Regions from separate parts of the Zea mays genome. Here region 1 is linked to region 2. The links are chromatin contacts, called in public Hi-C maps. All regions are on one chromosome and are shown on one strand. The core of a region is the stretch at or near the end of the contact, and the rest is flanking DNA. Distances in the headings are between cores, read along the strand shown.

Evidence for each region. A called contact is a pair of places that touch in the nucleus more often than the background predicts.
Region 1: a Hi-C map of leaf shows a contact between it and region 2, with 4 times the contacts expected there. The contact joins the promoter of LOC103629725 here to the promoter of LOC100193130 in region 2. A contact is called at or near these places in 2 of 25 Hi-C or Micro-C datasets (leaf and an unstated tissue).

The regions. Positions count from the first base shown.
Region 1 is chr6:108,491,757-108,494,782 of Zm-B73-REFERENCE-NAM-5.0, forward strand. LOC103629725 (FT-interacting protein 1) reads left to right here and starts at 1,539. Exons shown (of 2, transcript XM_008650841.4): 1 at 1,539-2,373; 2 at 2,478-3,026. The coding sequence starts at 2,560.
Region 2 is chr6:108,256,043-108,259,225 of Zm-B73-REFERENCE-NAM-5.0, forward strand. It overlaps LOC100193130 (Non-structural maintenance of chromosomes element 4 homolog A), which reads right to left and starts at 1,579. Exons shown (of 7, transcript NM_001138290.1): 1 at 1,399-1,579; 2 at 1,207-1,287; 3 at 307-544; 4 at 124-217. The coding sequence starts at 1,537. It overlaps LOC100382067 (Tubulin binding cofactor C domain-containing protein), which reads right to left. Exons shown (of 9, transcript NM_001174830.1): 9 at 3,049-3,183.

The DNA.
Region 1 (3,026 bases), core at 289-2,788, 240 kb after region 2:
ACTCACAAGTCAGATCCATGGAAAAAATATTACGAAGAATAAATGTCACGCATGCAAAAAAGAAATTTAAGTTGAAAACATTATTCAAACAAAAGAAATTGCAAGCAAGACTCTTCTTTAAATACTACTCCCTCCATCCAAAAATATAATTCAAGAATTTCGGTGATACTTATCTACTACTACGCATTGTGCAAGGTTAGCAGGTGAGCTTGGGGAGAGAGATAGTAGATGTGTTTACTGTTATAGATGTAGACATAAACACGCATGTGGTGTAGTGGTAACTATTGTTGGTATTTGATTGGAGCGGTTGTGAGTTTGAATCCCCTTGGGGTCATTTGTATTTTTTAAATTTTAGCTAGACGTCGGCGGACAGAACACAGGAATGGACTATGCGCGGGGAGGAGCGAATCGGAAAGGCAGAACATGAAATAGCAGACTACTATTGTAGCCTTAATAAGTAGTAGAGATATCCTCTAATATAAGAAAAAATAATATTTTAATTAGAAGATAAAGATACTGTAGATCCACACCACTAATTGCCCAGTCGGCCAGTCTGATTACCAACATTTTTATTGGCCTTATTCCGCTCCATTTTTCCTTCCTGCAATGGCTGTACAACGATGGGGTCATCCGCTACCGGACATTACTTGGCCCCATTCCCCCAGATTAGATGCCACGGACTGGACGCATTGGAGTGGCGAGATGACATGGGAATATATTCTCCCCCCGGCTTTGCCTTTTGACACATTAATTTGAGAATAAAGGTAACTTCCGTCTGCTTCCTCGATAAGCAGCTATACTATGTCTCATTGTTTAATTATTAACCCTGCGCGCCAGGTGGAGATTGATAGCACCACTGACTGTTTCCATCCTTATTACGAACGTGTTGCCGCCACTGGACTGTGGAGCCGTCGCCGCCGCTCATCAAAAGAGAGGCGGTAGGCCACAACCAAGGCTAGTTTGGAAGCCATAAAAACGAAAAAGATTGGAGGGCTTAAAATTCCCTTCTGATTTTGTAGAGATTAAAGAGTCTAAAATTTCCTACCGGATTTATGGTTTTCAAACTAGTACTAAATTAGAGTGGCAGGATGAGGCATAGGATGCACATGCCACACCTGACATCGACGTCCTGTACACACTCAGACAGGGCGAGACCTAGGATGCACAGGCAGGTTATGAAGGGAGTTGTACGTCATATATCTGTCATATGTCTGTCATATGTCTATCGAGGGGAGGAGATACCGAGTAAAAAAGACAGATAGCCAATCTACTGAATGCGTTTTGAATCATTGAATCAGGTTTTTCTTTCTTTTTTTAATGGACTCTAAACATTTTATCAACTATAAACATTTGTTATCTGCCAAGCAAACACAAATATTATTGTGTCTCCGGGTTTCAGAAACCACTAAATCACGACACAGTTGGTTTACTAATATAGACAACATATATGTTATGAGTTTCGTTGACTGAAACTGAAACAAGATTATTATTTTTTAAAAAAAATAAACAGTAGTGTATCTGCGCCGCGCGTGCAGAGAAACATAACTTTGGTTTTATTTTAAGAGAGAGGGGGAAAGAATCATGGCTTTTTGACACTTGTTTCTCGACCATGTTGCTAGCTGTCTACGGAAGAGTAAGCAGCAGGAAAGCTGGAAATTTACCATGGCATCATGGGTACCAGTACCACTACCACAGCAGATGGGTCCTGGCCTGGCCCACGAACTCTGCAAGGTTCCTTCTCCCTTGCGCCCTGCTAGACCAGACCAGAGGACGAGATGTGAGCACGCCATTTCAATTCAATTCAAGGGCGCATGAACGAAGCCCACTCGGCGCTCCAAAGAATCGATTCCCACGACCGATCGATCGATCGCCAGCCAGCTTTTAGATTTGCCCCTGGCACTGGCAGGCACCGTCGTTCGATCGCCTTTGCACACATATGCACGATCCCTCGTGCTTTCCTCTCGTTTGCCAGCTTCCCGCGAAAGAACACTCCCTTCGGCTGCAGCCTCACGCTCTCCTCCTCTCAACAAGAAGGCGCAGGCAGGGGGGCAGGGTTTAGGCTAGCTAGCTAAGCTTGGTAGAGGCCTCAAGTTCAAGTATACCTTCCTTGTCGCCGGGTTCACCACCGACGCGGCCGCGGCGGACGCTTTGCCTTCCCTCCCGGCTCCCGCCACGATCCCCCTCCCCCCTGTGTACAGTACAGGCGCAGCCGCAGGGCCATCGGCCAGACGCTTGCCTGCTCAAAAAGTTGCTCTGTGGTCTGCATGCCGTTTGCAGATGAATGAAGCAGCCTGCGGGGATTCTAGCCTAGGTGTCATATAAGTGCCTCGCGCGCCATTGTTACCGAGCCAACCAGCTTCTCAAGTTTCAACAGTAAGTGCGCTAAAAAAACTTATCAGTAATGAGATTTTACGGAGTTTTCGTTCATGGAGTTTTCCTGATCGATTTCGTTTGTGCTTTTGCGGGCGGCAATGGAGATAGGTTCGGAGCAAGCACGTATAGTAGGTGAGGTCAACATCAGTGCAAGGTCGGGGCTCACCAGCTAGCAGCGGCGACCAAATGGCCCAGGGGCACGGCGGCGACCCGCACCACGAGGACTTCCAGCTCAAGGACACCAACCCGCTGCTGGGCGAGCAATGGCCCAAGGGCGCGGCGGGCCCGGTGCGACCCGCGGGCGGCGGGATCGCCGGCTGGCTGGGCGTGGACAAGCCGTCGAGCACGTACGACCTGGTGGAGCAGATGTTCTTTCTGTACGTGCGCGTCGTCAAGGCCAAGGACCTTCCCCCCAACCCCATCACCGGCGCGCCCATGGACCCCTACGTCGAGGTCCGCCTCGGCAACTACAAGGGCAAGACGCGCCACTTCGACCGCCGCGCCAACCCGGAGTGGGACCAGGTGTTCGCCTTCTCCAAGTCCCGCGTCCAGTCCAACGTCCTGGAGGTCTTCCTCAAGGACCGCGAGATGCTGGGCCGCGACGACTACGTCGGCAAGGTCACCTTCGACCTGGCCGAGGTGCCCACGCGGGT
Region 2 (3,183 bases), core at 329-2,828:
AATGAATAATAAATCTGGAATGATAAAATGTGATCCATTATGTACCCAATCCACTATGAACAAACAACAATGACTACAAAACCAGCATATCTTCCATTACACTAATCATACATGAAAGGGTACCTGTTCAGGGCAAGCGTTTCCATGTGGCCTCGCAGTCCTCTTCTTCCTAATACAAACTCTTCGTGGCTTCACTTCTGTCGTCATGGGACCAATCCTGTCAAAACAAACCATATAATTTTCAAAACCTTGAAACTAAAACAACCAAAGCTAACTTCAGGTAAAAAAAAACAGTGGATCCATTACATGGTGGCACATCCAGATGCAGACATGAAAACACGTGAGGTAGCAAGCCCAAGACGAGCCCAGTCCAATGAAACATTATCATTGGAACCTCCTTTCTTTCCAAATTTCTTCAGCAGTCCAGCAATAAAATCAGAAGGTGTGATTCCCAGAACTGATTGGGACCTTACTGATGCTACCAAACTAGCAGTAAGGTCCAGCAGGGTTTCTGCGTCAGCTATTTGCTCCCTGGGCCTCTGAACTGCAGCAGAAAGACGCGCGCATTAGTTTTATAGTCAGATTTCTGCTAACAGCGTCAGCGATCAGTAAGTACTGTATGCACATGATATCAAAATACAGCACTGCACTAAAGGCATTGTTTCAAGTATTTGAGAAACAACTGCAGTCGATGTGATTATAGTTGAACATTTGGCCATGGTCATGAATGAACTTCATGTATGACATCCAAAGTGTTCAGATTTCAATTGCATGTCTCCTAAAATGGATGTGATATCACCCTCGTTACATTACTGCAAAAAAAGTTCCCTGCGTTACCCCCCACTGAAATTAAATCCAAAAAAAGAGAGGACGCGATTGACAAGCAACATTAATTAACAGTAAGTTCACGTGTTACCTACTTACCCAGCATCTAACAAATTTCAGTTGCATGTTTATTAGAGACGTGGTGACCCGTATGGCCATATCTAGACATCATTGACAGATGATGGAGCACAGAATCAAAATCAGTAACAGAGACCAGATTACACCGCAGAAGCATAAAGCAAAGCAAGTCTCATCCTGTTGGCCACTCAAATGGCGAGTTTCACACTAGCATGATGCGTGCCAGTATAAGCGGAAAGTTTACCGGCCAAAATCATGAAAACCGCGTTTACAAGAGGCCAACAAATGCGCAGTCGCGCTTACCAAGCTGGTGCAGGCTCTCCACTCTGTTGATAATGGAGCAGAACTTATCAGAGTCCGCGCTCGCCATTTCATCCTTCTCGTCTACACACAAGCACAGCCGCACAAACGTAACCAAAAAAAAAATCAAACCCAGCCAACGGCCGAAACGGCAATCGGGAATTTAGTGGGTTTCGCACGGCAACACGGTCCTACCGCTGATAAGGCCCTTCACGGCGAGGTACTGCGAGCGCAGCAACCGCCGATCGTCCACCGCCTGGGTCTCCTCCGCCTGCTGCTGCGGCGTCACAGGCTCCGGCTCATCGCCGCGGCCTCTCGCTCCCGTATCCGGCATTGCGCTGGCAAACGAAGCGCCGAGGCCTTCGACTTCCCAAACCCTAGGCTCCGGAACGAGGGCGGTAGGGAAGCTGGGGGCGGTGGTGGTTTTTGAAGGGTTTGGAGGCGGTGGTGTGCAGGGGAAGGAAACGAAGGGGAGCGGCGGAGGCAGAGCGAGCCAGCGAGGGCACAAGCGGCCAAGGGCGTCGGGTATTTGAACGGCCGCTCCACCCCCCCGAAAATGCCCTGGATTTTACGCGCGTCTGACTGCACCGTGGATCCCAGAAGCGCGGTCGCCAGTATGGGCCAAGCGTCAGTGGGATTTCCGCGGCATACGGCGGGTGGTTTTCACGTAGGTGAAGCACTGGCTGGATTCTGGAATGTGGGAGAGGATTGCGCGAGCCGCGGTGGCAAGGTAGGCGTGGTCTAGGTGGACAAGGGTCTTGGTTGGCCTATGCCGTTGCTTGTCAGGGAGAGGTCGGTTCATGGACGCGGACTGGCCTCGCTTCCTCAGGTGGCCGCGTGGCTTCCCGCCCGCGCCGCGCCTGTGTACCTGTGCGCGTGCGCGCGATCGTATTGTGTTTTTACGCTGCTTCGCGGCGAAGGCGCCCGCGGTAAATTTTTGCGCGGTAAAAGCCTCCTGCCGATCCCTTGTTTACCGCGTCACAAATTTCATTTGGTTTGGTCGCGGTGTGGCATGGCAGCAGCATCCAGTTTATTTCTATGCCATCAGCCCATCACTCGCCAATGTCTGTTTGGTTCGCCATTTTTCTAACGAAAATCTAGTTTCCGGTAATTTGGCTATAGAAAAAATCTAAATATCACAGAAGTATGTAGTATGTATTATATGTAATGTTGCCTCTGCAATATTCTCTTTAATGTATCGTTATGATACCATATTCTATTATTTTTATTACTACTAGATCTATAAGCCTATATTGTAAACATCTTTACGACATATTTGATCTTCGTATTAGACGATATAAAAATAAGCTAAGGTCATGTAAACAGTAGATAGACCATTGGTTGGAAACATCTAGGGGCCTGTTTGTATCTACCTCATTTTTAGAATCTCATTCTAGGATTTTATTATGAACCAAACACCTCCTAAATTTTGTATTGAATTTTATGTCAAAATCTCACAATCTCTCTATAACCTGACCAATAAAATTTGAATTGAATTTTATGCGGTATCCAGATTCTCAAAATCTTGCAGATACCACCTAGGTACGGAACGCAGTGGATAAATGAGGTCGGACCGAACGTTCCTGAGGTGGTGGAAGCTTCTTGTCCCTGCTATAACCTGAGCATGAGGGTAGGGTAGCGCTGAACTCCGGGAGTCGACAGCGTCACGGTGACGTTGATGCCCGTGGGTCGGACATGGCGGAGTGAGATTACAGCACAGCACACGAGGTGCACGCGTTACGTTGACGGCATTTTGAATTGCCCGCTGAATAATGCCCGGAAAATTCCAAAACTGTCAATTTATCACTCGCCTGGGCAAGTTCACGTTAGTTCACACAGTATGTTAAGGAGTTTGATTTGTAAGGACTAATCATCTTATTCTATATTAGTCCCTAGATTGTCAAATACAAAAACTAAAATTCTAGCAATTTAGAGACTAAAATGGAATAAAATGAAGGGACTAAACATTAGTCCCTAAAA